2 separate regions of the Mus musculus genome follow, and region 2 is linked to region 1. A link is a contact called in public Micro-C data. All regions are on one chromosome and are shown on one strand. Each heading gives the region's core, a stretch centred on a gene start, on an enhancer-like site or on the middle of the called end of the contact. The rest is flanking DNA. Distances are from core to core; before and after follow the strand shown.

What was found. Hi-C and Micro-C count contacts between places; a contact is called where the count stands out from the background.
Region 2: a contact with region 1 is called in a Micro-C map of embryonic stem cells, with 5 times the contacts expected there. The contact joins the promoter of Sdc1 here to the enhancer-like site in region 1. A contact is called at or near these places in 1 of 39 promoter capture datasets (pre-B cells), 7 of 484 Hi-C or Micro-C datasets (the HL-1 cell line, the N1E-115 cell line, embryonic stem cells and 3 more), 2 of 115 datasets of contacts at active chromatin or transcription factors (bone marrow-derived macrophages and neural tube) and 1 of 9 other capture datasets (liver).

Annotation. Positions count from the first base shown.
Region 1 is chr12:8,639,079-8,642,951 of GRCm38.p6, forward strand. No RefSeq gene overlaps it. Among named protein-coding and RNA genes, the nearest start is that of Pum2, 33 kb to the right of the region's middle. Within about 2 kb of position 1,738, at least 448 of the 459 cell types and tissues checked have an H3K27ac peak or open chromatin away from gene starts, as enhancers often do. A contact at or near this core is called in the HL-1 cell line, the N1E-115 cell line, bone marrow-derived macrophages and 5 more, where this site is marked.
Region 2 is chr12:8,769,567-8,773,422 of GRCm38.p6, forward strand. Sdc1 (syndecan 1) reads left to right here and starts at 1,830. Exons shown (of 5, transcript NM_011519.2): 1 at 1,830-2,135. The coding sequence starts at 2,070. It overlaps Gm4755 (a long non-coding RNA gene), which reads right to left and starts at 1,705. Exons shown (of 3, transcript XR_381238.4): 1 at 1,399-1,705; 2 at 1-1,062.

The DNA of each region.
Region 1 (3,873 bases), core at 488-2,987:
CTGACACCCCTCTTCTGGTGCATCTGAAGACAGCTAGAGTGTAGTTAGATATAATAATAAATAAATCTTAAAAAAACCAAAATATAGAGAAATAGATAGATGGATAAATAAATAAATATTAAACATTCAAAAATTAAAAATAAAAAATAATTAGAAAAAATAACAACCCAGTCTCAAAAAAAAAAAAAAAAACAAAAAAGAAAGAAAAAAAAAGGATTTTTCTTTTGATAGGGGACTAATATCCAATATATACAAAGAGCTCAAGAAGCTAGACTCCAGAAATTCAAATAATCCCATTAAAAAATGGGGTTCAGAGCTAAACAAAGAATTCTCACCTGAGGAATATCGAATGGCTGAGAAGCACCTGAAAAGGTGTTCAACATCCTTAATCATCAGGGAAATGCAAATCAAAACAACCCTGAGATTCCACCTCACACCAGTCAGAATGGCTAAGATCAAAAATTCAGGTGACAGCAGATGCTGGCGAGGATGTGGAGAAAGAGGAACACTCCTCCATTGTTGGTGGGATTGCAAGCTTGTACAAGCACTCTGGAAGTCAGTCTGGAAGATCCTCAGAAAATTGGACATAGTACTGCCGGTAGATCCAGCAATGCCTCTCCTGGGCATATACCCAGAAGAAGTTCCAACTGGTAATAAGAACACATGCTCCACTATGTTCATAGCAGCCTTATTTATAATAGCCAGAAGCTGGAAAGAACCCAGATGTCCCTCAACAGAAGAATGGATACAGAAAATGTGGTACATGTACACAATGGAGTATTACTCAGCTATTAAAAACAATGGATTTATGAAAGTCTTGGACAAATGGATGTATCTGGAGGATATCATCCTTAGTGAGGTAACCCAATCACAAAAGAAGTCATTAGGTAGGCACTCACTGATAAGTGGATATTAGCCCAGAAACATAGAACACCCAAGATACAATTTGCAAAACACAAGAAAATCAAGCAGAGGGAAGACCAATGGGTGGATACTTCATTTCTCCTTAGATTGGGAACAAAATACTAAAAGGAGTTACAGAGACAAAGTTTGGCGCTAAGACGAAAGGATGGACCATCCAGAGACTACCCCACCTGGGGATCCATCCCACAATCAGCCACCAAACCCAAACACTATTGCACAATGCCTGATAGATTTTGCTGAAAGGACCCTGTTATAGCTGTCTTATATGAGGCTATGTCAGTGCATGGCAAATACAGAAGTGGATGCTCACAGTCATCTATAAGATGGAACACAGGGCCCCCAATGAAGAAGCTAGAGTAAGCACCCAAGGAGCTGAAGGGGTCTGCACCCCTATAGGTGGAACAACAATAGAACTAACCAGTACCCCCAGAGCTCATATCTCCAGCTGCATATGTAGCAGAAGATGGCCTAGTCGGCCATCACTGGGAAGAGAGGCCCCTTGGTATTGCAAACTTTATATACCCCAATACAGGGAAGAACCGGGAGTGGGAAGGTAGGGGAGCAGGGCAGAGGGAGGGTATAGAAAACTTTCCGGATAGCATTTGAAATGTATATAAAGAAAATATCTAATAAAAATAAATAAATTAAATAAATAAAGTCTAGTCCCATGAAAAAGAAAACAAAAACAAAAAACAAAAAACAAAAAAATCAACCCAGTCTCGAAAAAAAAAAAAAAAAGAAAAAGGGGGCGAGGCTCAGAGGACCCAAAGCCGGAACAGAACTACAACTCCCAGCATGCCTCGAGGCTGAGGCAGGGACATGCCCGCCACTGCACTGACCTGAGATGGCGGGAGAGAGACTTCCTGTCCACGGCCAGTGACTGCCTGCTTCCAATCCGCTGTCCCCGGGACAGCGGCGCTCACGGCGGCGGCGGAGAGACCCTGGCGGGCCGTTTTCGGGTGGCAGCGGCGGGAAAACAGGAGGCTCGGGTCTGTGCACGCGCTCTGCTTGAGAGTGCTGGTCTGTGGCGGGAAGTCCCGCCCACTCCGCTGTGATTGACGGCAGCAGCTTCCAATCGGGAAGCTTCCCCACTCACTGTTTCCAGGAGCAGGGAACAGCGCCAGAAGTCCCGCCCGCCCGACCGTGACTGACAGCCCCAGAGACTGAAACCGCCCCCCCCCGCCCCCCGCAGAGAGATCCGCGTCTGCAAAGACAAGGGCGGGCGGCCGTGATTTTTATATAAAATAAAAAAAGTCTCGTGTGCTTATCGTGTGGGAGCTCACGCTGTAGCCCAGGTTGACCTCGAACTCAGAGATCCACTGCCTCTGCCTCGTCCCAAGTGCTGCTGGGATGAAAAGCGTGTGCCACCCCTGCCTGGAGACCCTAAAACTCTTAAACCCCAAAAATAAAACCCTAGCATTTTAAATAAAAATACTCAAGAGCACTAAACACTACTCTTTAAAAAAGCAGCAAAACCCTGACACCCCCCAAAAAACTCTAAATGTCTGGGGCGAGGCCGGAGCGCTCAGAGGTCCTGTCACTCGATTCCCAGAGACCCCCACGCAGGCTCACACCCTGTGCAGCTATAGTGAGCTCACATAGACGCGAGATAGATGAATAAATCTTATAAAAATCACCTGAGACACACGAGAACCCGTCCTGTACTGGGGCTTCAGAAATACTGAAACAAAAGAATGCAAACGGGAAAAAGCATCCTTCTTTGCATAGGTTTAATAAATTACTAAGGGTGCCATCCTTGGGTCGCTGACATCTTGTCTTCATAGGAACTAGACTAGAAAGAAAACCACTCAATGTCTGTAGCTATTTCCCAGCCTTAATGATGTAAAATATTGTACTTCTTTATAAACAGGCTGTTGACCCTACTTTAACTCAATGGACTGCTAGAATCAAGAATTATTCTATCAGAGAGCACAGACAGATCAGACACGCTGGCTGCACAGCATATTCAGAACTTCCAAGGGATTTATTAATCAGAGCAGGGCATTGTAGGCCTTAGCCTGGCTCACAGAACCAAAAGTAGTCACCCAGCTTGTGGAACAGGACTTTGCTATACAAGTAGTCACCCCTGTTCATGTCTTTGTTCTCTATGCCCTTTGTTACCCATAGTAATCTGTGGACAGAAACTATTGAATGGAAAATTCCCAAAATAATTCATACATTTGTTCTATTTTATTTGTAGTAGTTGTGGCTGATTGCTAGTGCCTAATTTGTCAATTAAGTTTTATCATAGGTATTATATAGAGGGCACACATAATCTATCCAGTCCATGGCTGCATAAGCCATGGGTTCAGGCTTGTGCATAGAACCCCAGAGTAGGCAGTTGAGATTTACAGATATACTTAATGTTGATCAGTCTGTCCACCAGACCCAAACCAAGAAACAAGCAGATAATTCTGGCACTGGGAAATTTAGAAACATGAGGAAGGGGAGACCTTTGGATGGAGTCATTGTTAAAACTGTGAAGCCACACAGTAAGGACAGGAGCCAAGATGGATAAGCTGTAACAGCAAAGAATATGCAATAGTTAGAGTCATCCCTCTTGGGAAAATACTGTCGCTGCTCCCAAATCTGGTTTTTTAAATTTGTTTGTTTGTTTGTTTGTTTATCAAGCAATCATATGTACGTGTGTTTGTCTTTGTGTGGCTGTACACATGTGAGTGTAGGTGCATGTAGAGAGGTCAGAGATTTTCATATTCCCTGGAGATGCAGTTAAAGGTGGTTATGAACCTTGTGACATGGATTCTGGGAATCTATCTTAGATCTTCTAAAAGTTCCCTACATGTTCTTATCCTCTGAGGCATCTCTCCAGCCACACATGTATACAATACACACACACACACACACACACACACACTTAAAAATTCAATGGAAAACTTCTGATCATCCCTCTCAGCACCCCAAATCCACTTGTCTTCTGTGGTGGGTTCA
Region 2 (3,856 bases), core at 580-3,079, 130 kb after region 1:
AAGTCGCCATACAGGTGCTGGGAATTGAACCCTGATCCTCTGGAAGAATAGTCAGTGCTCTTAACCCCTGAGCCATCTCTCCAACCTCTTGCATATTGAGGACAGGGAGGAATCACAAGCCATGTAGGGTGCCTGGGCTCTGAGGTCAACAGGACCATAGCCTCCTTTCTTTATGTGCCTTTCTTGGGGTCTCCCTATAGGAGTCGTCTTCGTTGCCTCTTTACTGTCTCATTGATCTGGGCTAAACTTATGCAGTTGGAAGGAAAGATCAAGCTGGTCATGTTTAAAACATGAAACAGCCTCATCAGTCCCTTCCTGTTCCCGTCTCCCCCCCCCCCTCCCGCCCCCATTTTGAGAGGACAGGAAGGTAAAATACCAAAGTGTCCTATTTTCCTCCAAATATCAGGCTCAAAGGACTGAAGAGCTGACTTCAGATCCCAAAGCCACTGTGTTAGGAGGCACCTGCTTTTTAGGTCCTAAGCCTTCCTGAGCCTTGCTATTGGGTATTCTTTACCAAGACCCTCAAGGATCTAGGCAAGAACTGGGCAGGATCTGTATGTAGCCCATAGTTAGACCTAGGGCAGCTGAGACGCCAAAAGGGAGAGTTTCCTGAGGACAAAAGTGTTCAAACACAACTGGGTGCTGGTTGTTGGGCTACTGCTGGAGGTGTGGTGTGTGTAAAGGAGGCTGTTGAATTCCCAGAAGGCTGGTTCCACAGTGTAGAGTCTACACTGGGGACTTCCCGAGACGCTGAGCCTCAGATCTAGCTTCTCAGTCCAGGCCAGCTGATGTGGGGCTGAGGAACAAGGATGGATGCCATCTATGGCCCCTGCCTTGCAGGTGCAAAGGGCCTTTGGCACCATCTACAGATTGAGGGCAAGACAGGGCTGGTTCTTCCTCCTTGCTCTCGCTGCTATCTGCCTCGCCTGTAGGCTCTCTGGGCTCCTTTTTGGACTGACACGTCTGAAGGACGTTGGAAACTGTGAGGTCCAGGCCCCATAGAGAATCATGAAGGAACAGGAATTCAACTGGAGCTCCGCAGCTGGTTAGGCCTGCGGTCACCTGGAAACAAAGAGGCCATTTATTTTTTCCTTTGGTCTTGGACAAGGAAGAGAAGGGGCTTTCTATAAATAGAAAGACAGCAAAAAAGAAAATAATAATAATAATAATAATAATAATAATAATAAAAACAATAACAAAGCCAGCTCTTCCAGACAGTGCTCATGTCTTTAAAGGTCTTTAAAGGTCTGGAGTTCCCAGCAATTAAGTAAAGGACCAAGACCTCAGGGGTCCCCTATCCTCAGCCCGTGGGGAGGTGGGAACCATACATCGATCCCTCGGTTTATATATAGCCTCATCGCTGTGGGGCTCCGAGGTTGCCCCCAAAATCTTGCTCACCTGGAGGACCCCTGGGTGTCCTCGCCCAGAGGGCGCTGCAGCCTCGCACGTAGAGAACTAACAATCGCCCTTCTCCAGGGCAGTGCCTCCGGACTCCGGACCAGGACATAGTAGCGAGTGCACCTGGGTCTCCGTCAGCTACGCATCAAGGAAGGTGCGACGCGGGAATTACAGATTGCCGGCACTCACCAGTGCTCAGGGGAGGAAGGTGGGACTCAGACCTGCAAGAGCTGAAGAGTGGGGTGGGCTTCGATCCTAGGAGGCGTGGAAGGGGGTGTGGCTGGATCCCTGGGGGGTGGGGCGCTCCAAGGGGCGGGGCAACCCAGGGGGCGGGGCCCGAGGGGTGGAGATTGGGACTACCCAGGCCCGCGGAGCTGGGGGTGGGCGGCTAGTTTTGCAACTGCAGAGCCTTTGGGTTTATTATAAGGCGGAGCTCCGCGGGAGAGGTGCGGGCCAGAGGAGACAGAGCCTAACGCAGAGGAAGGGACCTGGCAGTCGGGAGCTGACTCCAGCCGGCGAAACCTACAGCCCTCGCTCGAGAGAGCAGCGAGCTGGGCAGGAGCCTGGGACAGCAAAGCGCAGAGCAATCAGCAGAGCCGGCCCGGAGCTCCGTGCAACCGGCAACTCGGATCCACGAAGCCCACCGAGCTCCCGCCGCCGGTCTGGGCAGCATGAGACGCGCGGCGCTCTGGCTCTGGCTCTGCGCGCTGGCGCTGCGCCTGCAGCCTGCCCTCCCGGTGAGTGTGGCCCGGGGCAGGGCTGGGAGGCGGCGGGAAGCCGGGACTCGCCACTCGCCGATGCCATGCAGGCGGCAGCACGTGGAGGGGGAGGGGAGCGGGGACTTCTTCCCGCGCTGCCTGGCGGATCCTGGGATGGTGAGCCCTTTAATGAGGACTCCTGTCCCAATTCCTCTACGGTCCGTGGATGCCAGGAGGCTATCCCAGCTCGTGGTCCGGGCGTCCTGCAGAGTGGAACCTCCATTGGTTCCCCGCTCCCAATTAAGTAAAACGACTCCACATGGGTCTGAGTCCGCCGGCCTTAGGCGCTCCGCCGGCCTTAGGCGCCGCTTGGAGTTGCTCTCTCCCGTTGCTGTCTTGCTGGCCATCTCAGCGGCCTGGCCTCCGCCAGTGTCCCGGAGGGATGCAGTGGCCATGGCCACAACGCCTTTTCCATAGACCCTAATTCAAACCAGACTGCAGGCTGCACCCCCAGCGCCGCGGAGTCCGGGCGCTCGGCCCTTTGCACCGGGGCAAGTTTGGGCACAGCAGAGCCGGCGCGGGAACAGGGGGAAGCTGACGTTCGGGGTGGCGGGAGGGACGGGATTAAGGCTGTTTGTGGGACACAAGAGGGTGGCTCAGGGACCTTCGGTTTTTCTCTGGCTGCCCCAGGTGAGCCGGGCCGAGCTGGCAGCGGGAGGTTCCGGGAAGTTGGCTTCAGAACGCTGAAGACCCTAAGAACCCAACTTTGGGGTCGCTGAAGTTGTGCTGCCCCCGGAGGGCCTCCTCCGCATGGCCCGCGCGGGGGACCCTCCCCGCGAGTGGACCCCGGTACGGCTCTTCCCCTCCCCCGACTCGGCTTTGTGCTGAAGCCGCGCGTAGGGAAGGCGGGTCCCTTGGCCCGCCCAGTAGGGCCGCGGGGAAAGAGGGACGAACGTGGAGCTGGCGACTGGTGGGGGAAAGCTTCTGGGTAGGATGCAGCCATCCACCTTTGGTGGGGGTCGGTCTCTCTAATCAGCGGCTTGGCCGACAAAGAGCTTGGTCGAGGGTACCCCAGAAAGTGCTCTCCCGCCCCAGCCGCCGTCCGCTAGCCCGCCTTCCCCAACGGGGGCGCTTTGTTCTCGGCCCCTGTAACCCTTCCCTGGGAACCGCCCCGCAGCGCTGGTCCTTGACGTGGGCCGGGTCCTGGGTCGCCGCCAGGTGTCAGCGCTGCCCTCCGGGTGTCCACGCCCCTAGCCCCCGCACCCGCTGTGAAGTCCCGGGTGTCCTTTCCACTGGCGGCTTTGCCCAACCCCTGGAAGGCAGAGGCGAGGTGCGGAGCCTCAGGCTTTATCCCTCCCGGAAGTGGCAGTCTCCCACCGCCACATCTGGTCTGCTTAACTTCGATAGTCCTGGCAAAGGCAGACACGTGCACAGGGAAGGAGAGTTGAGCGCTGGTAGATACCAAGGTCGTGTACAAATAAAGTGGCACACGGACACGTCCCCAGTCACTGTTAATGGCATTGCCTTCGCTCCTTCCCAGGTGGCTGGTGCTCTCCATCACTCTGGAGCCCAAGAGAGGGCCTCCATAATTGTATTGCCCATGAGTTGGGGTTGTGTGGGGGCGCCAAATCAGGGTTCTCTGGGAGGGCTATGAATTCCGAACTGAGTCTCCTGTGCACTCCTGGCTTTAAGGTTCAAGAAATTGTTTGAGGGTTGTGGTTTTTGTGGGACTCAGATTATGCCTGGAATCATAGTTACCA